Regions from separate parts of the Rattus norvegicus genome. Here region 1 is linked to region 2. Evidence: chromatin contacts called from public Hi-C data. All regions are on one chromosome and are shown on one strand. The core of a region is the stretch at or near the end of the contact, and the rest is flanking DNA. Distances in the headings are between cores, read along the strand shown. Region 1 has its middle 46 kb from the start of Sgk1. Region 2 holds the start of Sgk1 (serum/glucocorticoid regulated kinase 1).

Region 1 (3,942 bases), core at 2-2,501, 47 kb before region 2:
GTTCTATCAGAGGCAGTTCCAGAATGGTCAGGGCTACACAGAGAAACCCTGTCTCAAAAACAAAAATTGACAATCCCTGTGGGTGGTAGTAACAGTTTTCTTTAATCCTAGGGCTCAGGAAGCAGATGCAGGCAGATCCCTGTAGGTTTGAAGCCAGCTTGGTCTATAGGGTTTCAGGACAGCCAGGACTATACAGAAAAAAACCTGTCCCAAAAACTAAAACAAAACAAAATCAAAGTTGATTCAGTAATATGGCTCAGTGTTTAGAACACTTGTTGCCAATCCAGAGAACCTGGATTGAATCCTTTGTCCAAGCTCTGATGGAAAGAGAGAAATGACTTCTGAAAGTTACCATCTTACCTACATGTGTCACACACACACACACACACACACACACGCACACACTAAATGTAAAGAAAAACAATATAAACGATAACAACCAAAAAATTGAATATGCTAGCATTAAAGATTTGGACAAATCTGGGCTGGGGATTTAGCTCAGTGGTAGAGCGCTTACCTAGGAAGCGCAAGGCCCTGGGTTCAGTCCCCAGCTCCGAAAAAAAAAAGAACCAAAAAAAAAAAAAAAAAAAAAGATTTGGACAAATCTGATTATACCCTCTTGGCTACCCTCAATTTCTAATTCTCTTAGTAGTGAAATCCTAGCAGTTCTGAGGACTCAGTTGTTTATCAAAGATGACTGCAGAAGTGATGGACCCGTTTCACCGATTGAGTCTAAGCTGTATGAATGCCATGAGGTACTTTAATGGATGGGTCATGACTATCTTGGATAACAGTAATAATTAAAATAAATCAGAAATACCGGTGATGAGTGAATTAAAAAGCAAAAATGCCTGGGCCTGTTTACAAATGCAAGGGTGAAAGTGTCTGTAATCACAATACTGGATTTAACTGTATGACATAAACTTGGCACTGACTTCTGTGCTGGTAAGGAAGAAGTGTAGGTCAGGGGCATGACTCAAGTGTCTCCTGGATGGTACATCCGTGTAACACCTGCTGCCCAATCAGTTAAGCTGCATGCAGCTTACTTGTCTAGACACAAGTAACCACATTATTAATCTTAGACATCAAAACCAGCCTCTGGGGTTAATGGGGCTCACTTCCTCCTTGGGACATGGACCTGGCCTTTAATTCATAAATGTGTGCCTTTTCTGTTCAGCGTCTCAGAAGTGGTGGCTGTCCTTGTGAGTCCTGTGTTTGTGGCTCTGCGTAGGCAGATTTCACAGAATAGGCCCCTGTGATGAGCAGCAGTAGTTTGAGGGGGAAATCCTGGCTTCTTAATTTTCACCCGGGGACTTTCGTCAAAGGAGGGATTTCCCCATTGTTGCTCTGTTTCCTTGTTTCCTTGTTTTTCACGCCTTACAATAACAAGTGTTCTCAAAACAGTTACCCTGTCCTAGTGACTCTGTGGGTGGTAGGGCTGGGAAGGACTAAACTGGGGTGCTGACGGAGGATTGCCCAGGGCAGCAACACTTTAACCAGCCTGACATTTCACTAGACACATTGCCTGCCATGGTATTACTCAGTATCTTTTGTTTTGTGTGACAGTGTCTCACTATGTGTCCATGGTTTGTTTTCATGCTAGGTAGACCAGGTTGGTCTTGAACTCATGAGATCTGCCTACCTCCGAATACGGAGATTAAAGCTATGCTACTATGTTTAGTAGAATTTAAGGTTAGAGATGTAGCTCAGTTGGTAGGGGTTGTTGCATCTTTAATGCCCGGGTTTCTGTACCCAGTTCCATATAAAACCGGGCATGGCAATGAATGATTATTTTCCAACACGAGATTATATAAAAAAATGTATCAATAATACGTAAGTAATCAAAATAAATACATAAGTGATCACCGGTCATTGTATATGTCAAGTTCATACTTATCAGTTAACTTCTTGAGTTTCTCATTTATAAGCTTAATTATAAAATCTTAACAGTGTTGCTGTGAAGCTCAGGTGAGATGTTTGGATGTTGACTTAACTTCTTCCTGCTTTTATTCTTCTCACAGGCCTTCCCCAGCTTCTTTGTCATAAATAAATAAGAATAAAAAAACCAAATAGGCCAGTCATGAAAATGACAAGGCGGATCTGAGCTGTGGGCACAGAGGCCCGCCGGCTGCTGTCCCTCCCTCCCCTTGCCCTGTGTTTCCACTGGATAGGTTTGTTCCCCTACAGGTCTGTGTTCTGGATCTTTCTGCTCAGCAAACACAGAATCGAAACAAGGAAGTAACAGAATGACTGAGTGAGCTGATGTTGGTACAGTTTTTACAGAAGAGATTTTTTTTTCCCCCTAGCCAATCAAGGTTCTTATTTCTGGATGTCATTTAGCAAACCCCGTGTGTCTTAGTCAGGGTTTCTATTCCTGCAGTGAAACACTATGACCAAACACTAAGTTGGGGAAAAAAGGATTTTATTAGGCTTACACTTCCACATCAAAGGAAATCAGGCCAGAAGCCCACATAGGGCAGGAACCTGGAGGCAGGATCTGATGCAGAGGCCATGGAGGGTGCTGCTTACTGGCTTGCTCCTCGTGGCTTGCTCAGCCTGCTTTCCGATAGAACCTGGACCACCAGCCTAGGGGTGGCACCACCCACAATGGGCTGGGCCCTCCCCCATTGATCACTAGGGGAGAAAATGCCTTACAGCTGGATCTCATGGAGACATCTTTTAGTTGGGATTCCGTCCTTTCAGATAACTTTTTTGTGTTTCAAGCTGACATAAGACTAGCCACTAGCCAGCACACTGTCTCAAAAAAAGCAAATACACACAAAGGAAGATAATGAACCTCCTTTACATTCATATATATATATATATATATATATATATATATATATATATATATATATATGTAAACATGCACTAGGGTAATTTAATGTCACCCATAGATTAATGAGACTATCTTAAAGATCTTTTATGATATGGTTGTGGGTTTTGGTTTTGTTGTTGTTCTGCAATAGGGTTTCATACAGCCCAGGTTAGCCCTGAACTCCCAATTTACAAGTTGCTGTCTTGAATGGTGATCCCCCTGCCTGTCTCCAATTCTGGAATTCCCGACTATGACCCCATACCCCAGTTTCTGGAACTTTCTGAGAGCAAGCCTGTTTATATCATTCATTAGGTTGGGAGTAATGAACAGTACAGATGGGGAAAAAAAAAACCCTGATAATTTGATTTCTGCAAGGATCGTGCTATAAAACTATAAGGTGCAATGAAATGTTTCCAAGTCACATAATGAATCGTTCCAGCTATAATTTGATCATTTATTTTTAATACGCCTTCACCCAAATAATTTAGCAATAAAACTTAATCTTTGGAGCATTTAAAAATGATATTTAAAAATATTTTGGAGAGGCTGCTGAGGGGCTCCTGTGTAGTTCAGGCAGGTCGGTATGGAAGTCAATAGCTGAGGATAGCCTTGAACTGACTTTTCTTCTCAGTGCGGAATTTATTATTTTCTCATCAATCCATAATTGTATATTAATCCATCATTATCAATACATATTTCCCATATTCATATATATAGAGACCAAAAACTTAAAAACAAAAACACTAGGAAGGGAAAAGGATTGTATCCATACATATTAGCTTTTATGTTTCCATTGTGTAAGTGTAAATAAGTGTAATACATTTGGAATTGTGTAATGTAAGAATTTTCTCATACAAGTGTAGATTGCACTTAATGCATGTTTATTTGAAAGAGTCCAGAGCCGAGTGGGGAGTGGTGGAGCAGATCTGTGATCTAACACTCTTGATGTTCACACAGTGGGGTTGTCAGTTTCAGGATAGTCTGGATTGCACAGTGAGACCCGTCTCAAAAAAATAAAAAAATATACAAGAGAATCATTTAATGTTCGTGTGGGGTGTGTGTGTGTGTGGGGGGCGGGGAGAGACAGAGAGAGAGAGAGAGAGAGAGACAGAGAGAGAGAGAGA
Region 2 (3,790 bases), core at 1,173-3,672:
AAGCAGCCTCTGACTGGACTTGTCATTTTGTTACTTCCAGTCCTGTCAGAGGCACATAGCCTCCAGGCTAACTCTTTCTGTAACTAGCTCTTCCTGCGACCTCCCTTGGTAAAGTAACCCCAGCCTTCACCTCTGCAGCACTGTGAAGAATGAGAGAGGAGGCCTTAAGATCCCCTTGGAAAGGTTCGTGTTTTGAGTTCTGTAGTTTGGATGGGGTGGATAAGACAAAGATGCCATGGAGACGCATGAGGATGCGCCTAACATTATTAGGTGATCCTCGGGAGGGTCTCTGGAAGGCTTCCTGATTTAATGGTTTTAAACAAATAAGCAAACATCTTTGTGGAGAACTGGTGTTTCAAAACAAACGTTTTTCTGGAGGGGAAGTTACCAGGCAGGTGTGGCGGGGGCAGGGCAGGACTGGGCTAAATAAACGACTGGTACCACATGGTTTGGAAGCACTCACTGGCAATAACAAATTCATAGTTTATGCAGAATCCAAGCACGGAAAAGGCATGGGCTGGTTGCTATGATTTGGAATCGCCTACACCTTGTTTTAGTTTGGAGTGCCAATTTCAGGCACCCTAAATGCATTTGGAAGAATGTCTACTAAGCAAAATTTTGTCTCCAGAGATGTGAGTCCCGCTCTCCTGGTCTCTAGCTGTCCAAAGTGAGCAAATCAAGAAGCAGCTGAGCCTAGAGATCATGTTAGGTGATGGGAGGTGGCCGCTGCTACAAAACAAACTCGCCCAAGACGAGGGGAAAAGCGCTTCGCATGCTTTCCCTAACCCGACAACTGGTATTTTGTAGTGTGTCAGTTCTAAAATGCTAGGCCTTTCGCATCAAGGGGTCATGGCAGGGCAGTTACCGCAGACAGCACTGCCAGCACCAGGTACTGGCCCAAGTAGCCGCCTTCCCGGCGCTGGCCCAGACCCGGTGCTCCAGGCTTCCTGGCCAGCGCTGGCGCGCGTCCCCACGTTGGCGGTGAAGCTGCAGCGACAGGCAACCCCCAGCGGCGGGGTTACTGCAAGACATTTCACTCCTGCCCAACTCAGGCTGCCTCCTGCGACTTCCCTCTGTCACCAGCTTTTTGAGACGAGTCTCTTACTAATATCTAAAGAGTTAACGGGCTTCAGTTATATGAACTTGCAAAAAACCAAGCAATAATATATAATTAAGTCTACCTGGATCAGCCATCAGGTAGCCCAAAGGAAAAACTGACGAGGTTTAAAACAATGCAATGCAATCTTGCAGATTTCTTTTGAGAGAGGGGCAGGCATCAGGGCAAGGGTATTGACTGCGCAAGGGTCACTCCAGGTCGGCCCCGGAGAAAAGCCCCTGCTCCCTCTTAACTTGCCACCTCCTCACGTGTTCTTGGCATGGCTAGGATTAAAATTTGCAAGGCTCAAAATTTATGCGGAAAGGACAGAATGTTCTCGGAGATTAGTTGGAAAAAAAAGTGAAATGAAGATTGTACTTTTTTTTTTCTTGTAGCGCAGAGACTTATTTCCGCCCCCTCCCCTACACATTCCTGACCCCCCCCCCCCCCCGCCCCGCTCTAGCCTTCCTTCCTCCTCTTCCAAGTTCTGGGATTTTTCAGTCTTGCTTGGTTTTGGCCAAAAGCACAAAAAAGGCGTTTTCGGAAGCGACTCGGCCGTGCACAAGGGCCATTTGTTTGTTTTGGGACTGGGGCAGGAAATCTTGCCGGCCTGAGTCACGGCGGCTCCTTCAAGGAAACGTCAGTGCTCGCCCGGTCGCTGTGGCCCGCTGAGCGCCCCTCGGTTCGCGGCCATGGGCGAGATGCAGGGCGCGCTGGCTCGGGCTCGGCTCGAGTCCCTGCTCCGGCCCCGCCACAAAAAGCGAGTGGAGGCGCAGAAAAGGAGCGAGTCCGTCCTGCTAAGCGGACTGGGTAAGTGCTGCCGCCCGGCTCGCCCGGACTCCGGGTCCGCGGAGATCAGGGCGGAGTACAGCGGGGGAACCTGGAGGCTGCGCGCTGGGCTGGGGACAGGGCACCGAGGAGGAGAGAGAGAGGGGGGAGAGGTGAGCGGTGAGCCGTGCATTGCGGTGTCCACTCGGGCAGCACGGGAGAGGAAATGGAAAATCACCGAGGCTCTCCACCCCTCCGGTTCCTTCCTCCGGCCCAGGCGGACGGAGGCAGAGTGCATCCCGGCAGGGTCCTGCTCGCGCAGCCTGTGGAAGCCTCGGTTCTGCCTGGGGCGACTGGCACGAATCGCTCAGGACACGGCAGCAACTCGCCCATCTTCCCGCAACTCGGTCTACAGCTTGCTGGGTGGCTGGGACCGGGCGGGCCGGCGGGCGGGGCCTTGTTGTGGGCGGGGCCCCGAGTGGCTTCCTGGTCCCGCCTGCCCCGCCCCCTGGAGGCTCAGGGCTTATAAAGTCGGTCGCAGAGCCGGAGCTCACTGTTGGCTAAGCCGGTCTCACTGCTCCTTTAGTCTCTTTGGACACTTTCCAAATATCGGGGCGATGACCGTCAAAACCGAGGCTGCTCGAAGTACCCTCACCTACTCCAGAATGAGGGGAATGGTAGCAATCCTCATCGGTGAGTGCTGGAAAAGCACCAGACTTGTGTAGGAGAGGCGCCGTGGAAATGATCCGGGGTTTTGAAGGTTCAGGATCAGATTAGCGTGTGGCGTCGGACGTTGCAGAACTGCCTAACCCCCTTCTTTTCTCTCTCTCTTTAAATTACAGCTTTCATGAAACAGAGAAGGATGGGCCTGAACGATTTTATTCAGAAGCTTGCCAACAACTCCTATGCATGCAAACAGTAAGTTTTGGGTTATTGGGGAAAATTGAAAGAATCGTTTAAATTTACTAGCAGCTAAAACTTGTTCACGGTGGCGAGGGGGTGGGGGAGCTGAAGTCTTTCCTCCATGGTAGATCTCTTCTGGTATTGAGCATTTTGCTTATTTAAAACATTTTAAACATTAGTAAGATTAATTCTTGAGAATGCTTAACCAAAATCCATGTCCCCTTAACAAACAAACCTTAATTTGCATTTAACTGGTTTGTTTTCCTTATGGGTTTTTGGAAGTAATTCATTCTGATGTTTTCAGTTTAAATACCGAACGGTTGAGTCAGAAATAGAACTTTTATGTATGTGTGCCCTCTGGTGGTGAATTAAGTTTCTAAAACAGCCCTTTAATCTCCAGCCCTGAAGTTCAATCCTATTTGAAAATCTCCCAACCTCAGGAGCCCGAACTTATGAACGCCAACCCCTCACCTCCTGTAAGTATATCTTGTCTGCTGGAGGAGAAATTATATGTAGTGGTCAGTCAAATGTTTAAGTACTGAGTCACTGTGAGGCTTTGAAAGGCGTATTTCATAAAGTATTTTATGTGTTAACAGTAAGGCTGTGTGCAGCTTATGTATTAAAGGATGACCGCCTTGTTTTCTAGCCAAGTCCCTCTCAACAAATCAACCTGGGTCCATCCTCAAATCCCCACGCCAAACCCTCTGACTTCCACTTCTTGAAAGTGATCGGAAAAGGCAGTTTTGGAAAGGTAAGTGCAACCCTGAAAACTTTGCAACTAGGCATGCATTCACTTTGATATTCTCCCCAAGGAGGATGGGAAAAATGACTGTCCTGGTTGACATTTCAGGTTCTTCTAGCAAGGCACAAGGCAGAAGAAGCATTCTATGCCGTCAAAGTTTTGCAGAAGAAAGCCATCTTGAAGAAGAAGGAGGTAAGGGTGACACCTGGTGGCAGGCCTGGTGAAGAACTTTTTTTACCCTGTGGTTTGCTACCCTGTTGAAATCTGAATTTGCCCCACTG

Evidence for each region. A called contact is a pair of places that touch in the nucleus more often than the background predicts.
Region 1: a contact with region 2 is called in a Hi-C map of mammary epithelial cells, with 2.5 times the contacts expected there. The contact joins the enhancer-like site here to the promoter of Sgk1 in region 2. A contact is called at or near these places in 2 of 12 Hi-C or Micro-C datasets (mammary epithelial cells and psoas muscle).

Annotation. Positions count from the first base shown.
Region 1 is chr1:24,848,745-24,852,686 of GRCr8, reverse strand. It overlaps a transcript of Sgk1 not described here. Among named protein-coding and RNA genes, the nearest start is that of Sgk1, 46 kb to the right of the region's middle. Within about 2 kb of position 1,251, at least 4 of the 93 cell types and tissues checked have an H3K27ac peak or open chromatin away from gene starts, as enhancers often do.
Region 2 is chr1:24,803,463-24,807,252 of GRCr8, reverse strand. Sgk1 (serum/glucocorticoid regulated kinase 1) reads left to right here and starts at 2,422. Exons shown (of 12, transcript NM_019232.3): 1 at 2,422-2,557; 2 at 2,707-2,782; 3 at 3,168-3,243; 4 at 3,414-3,518; 5 at 3,618-3,701. The coding sequence starts at 2,482.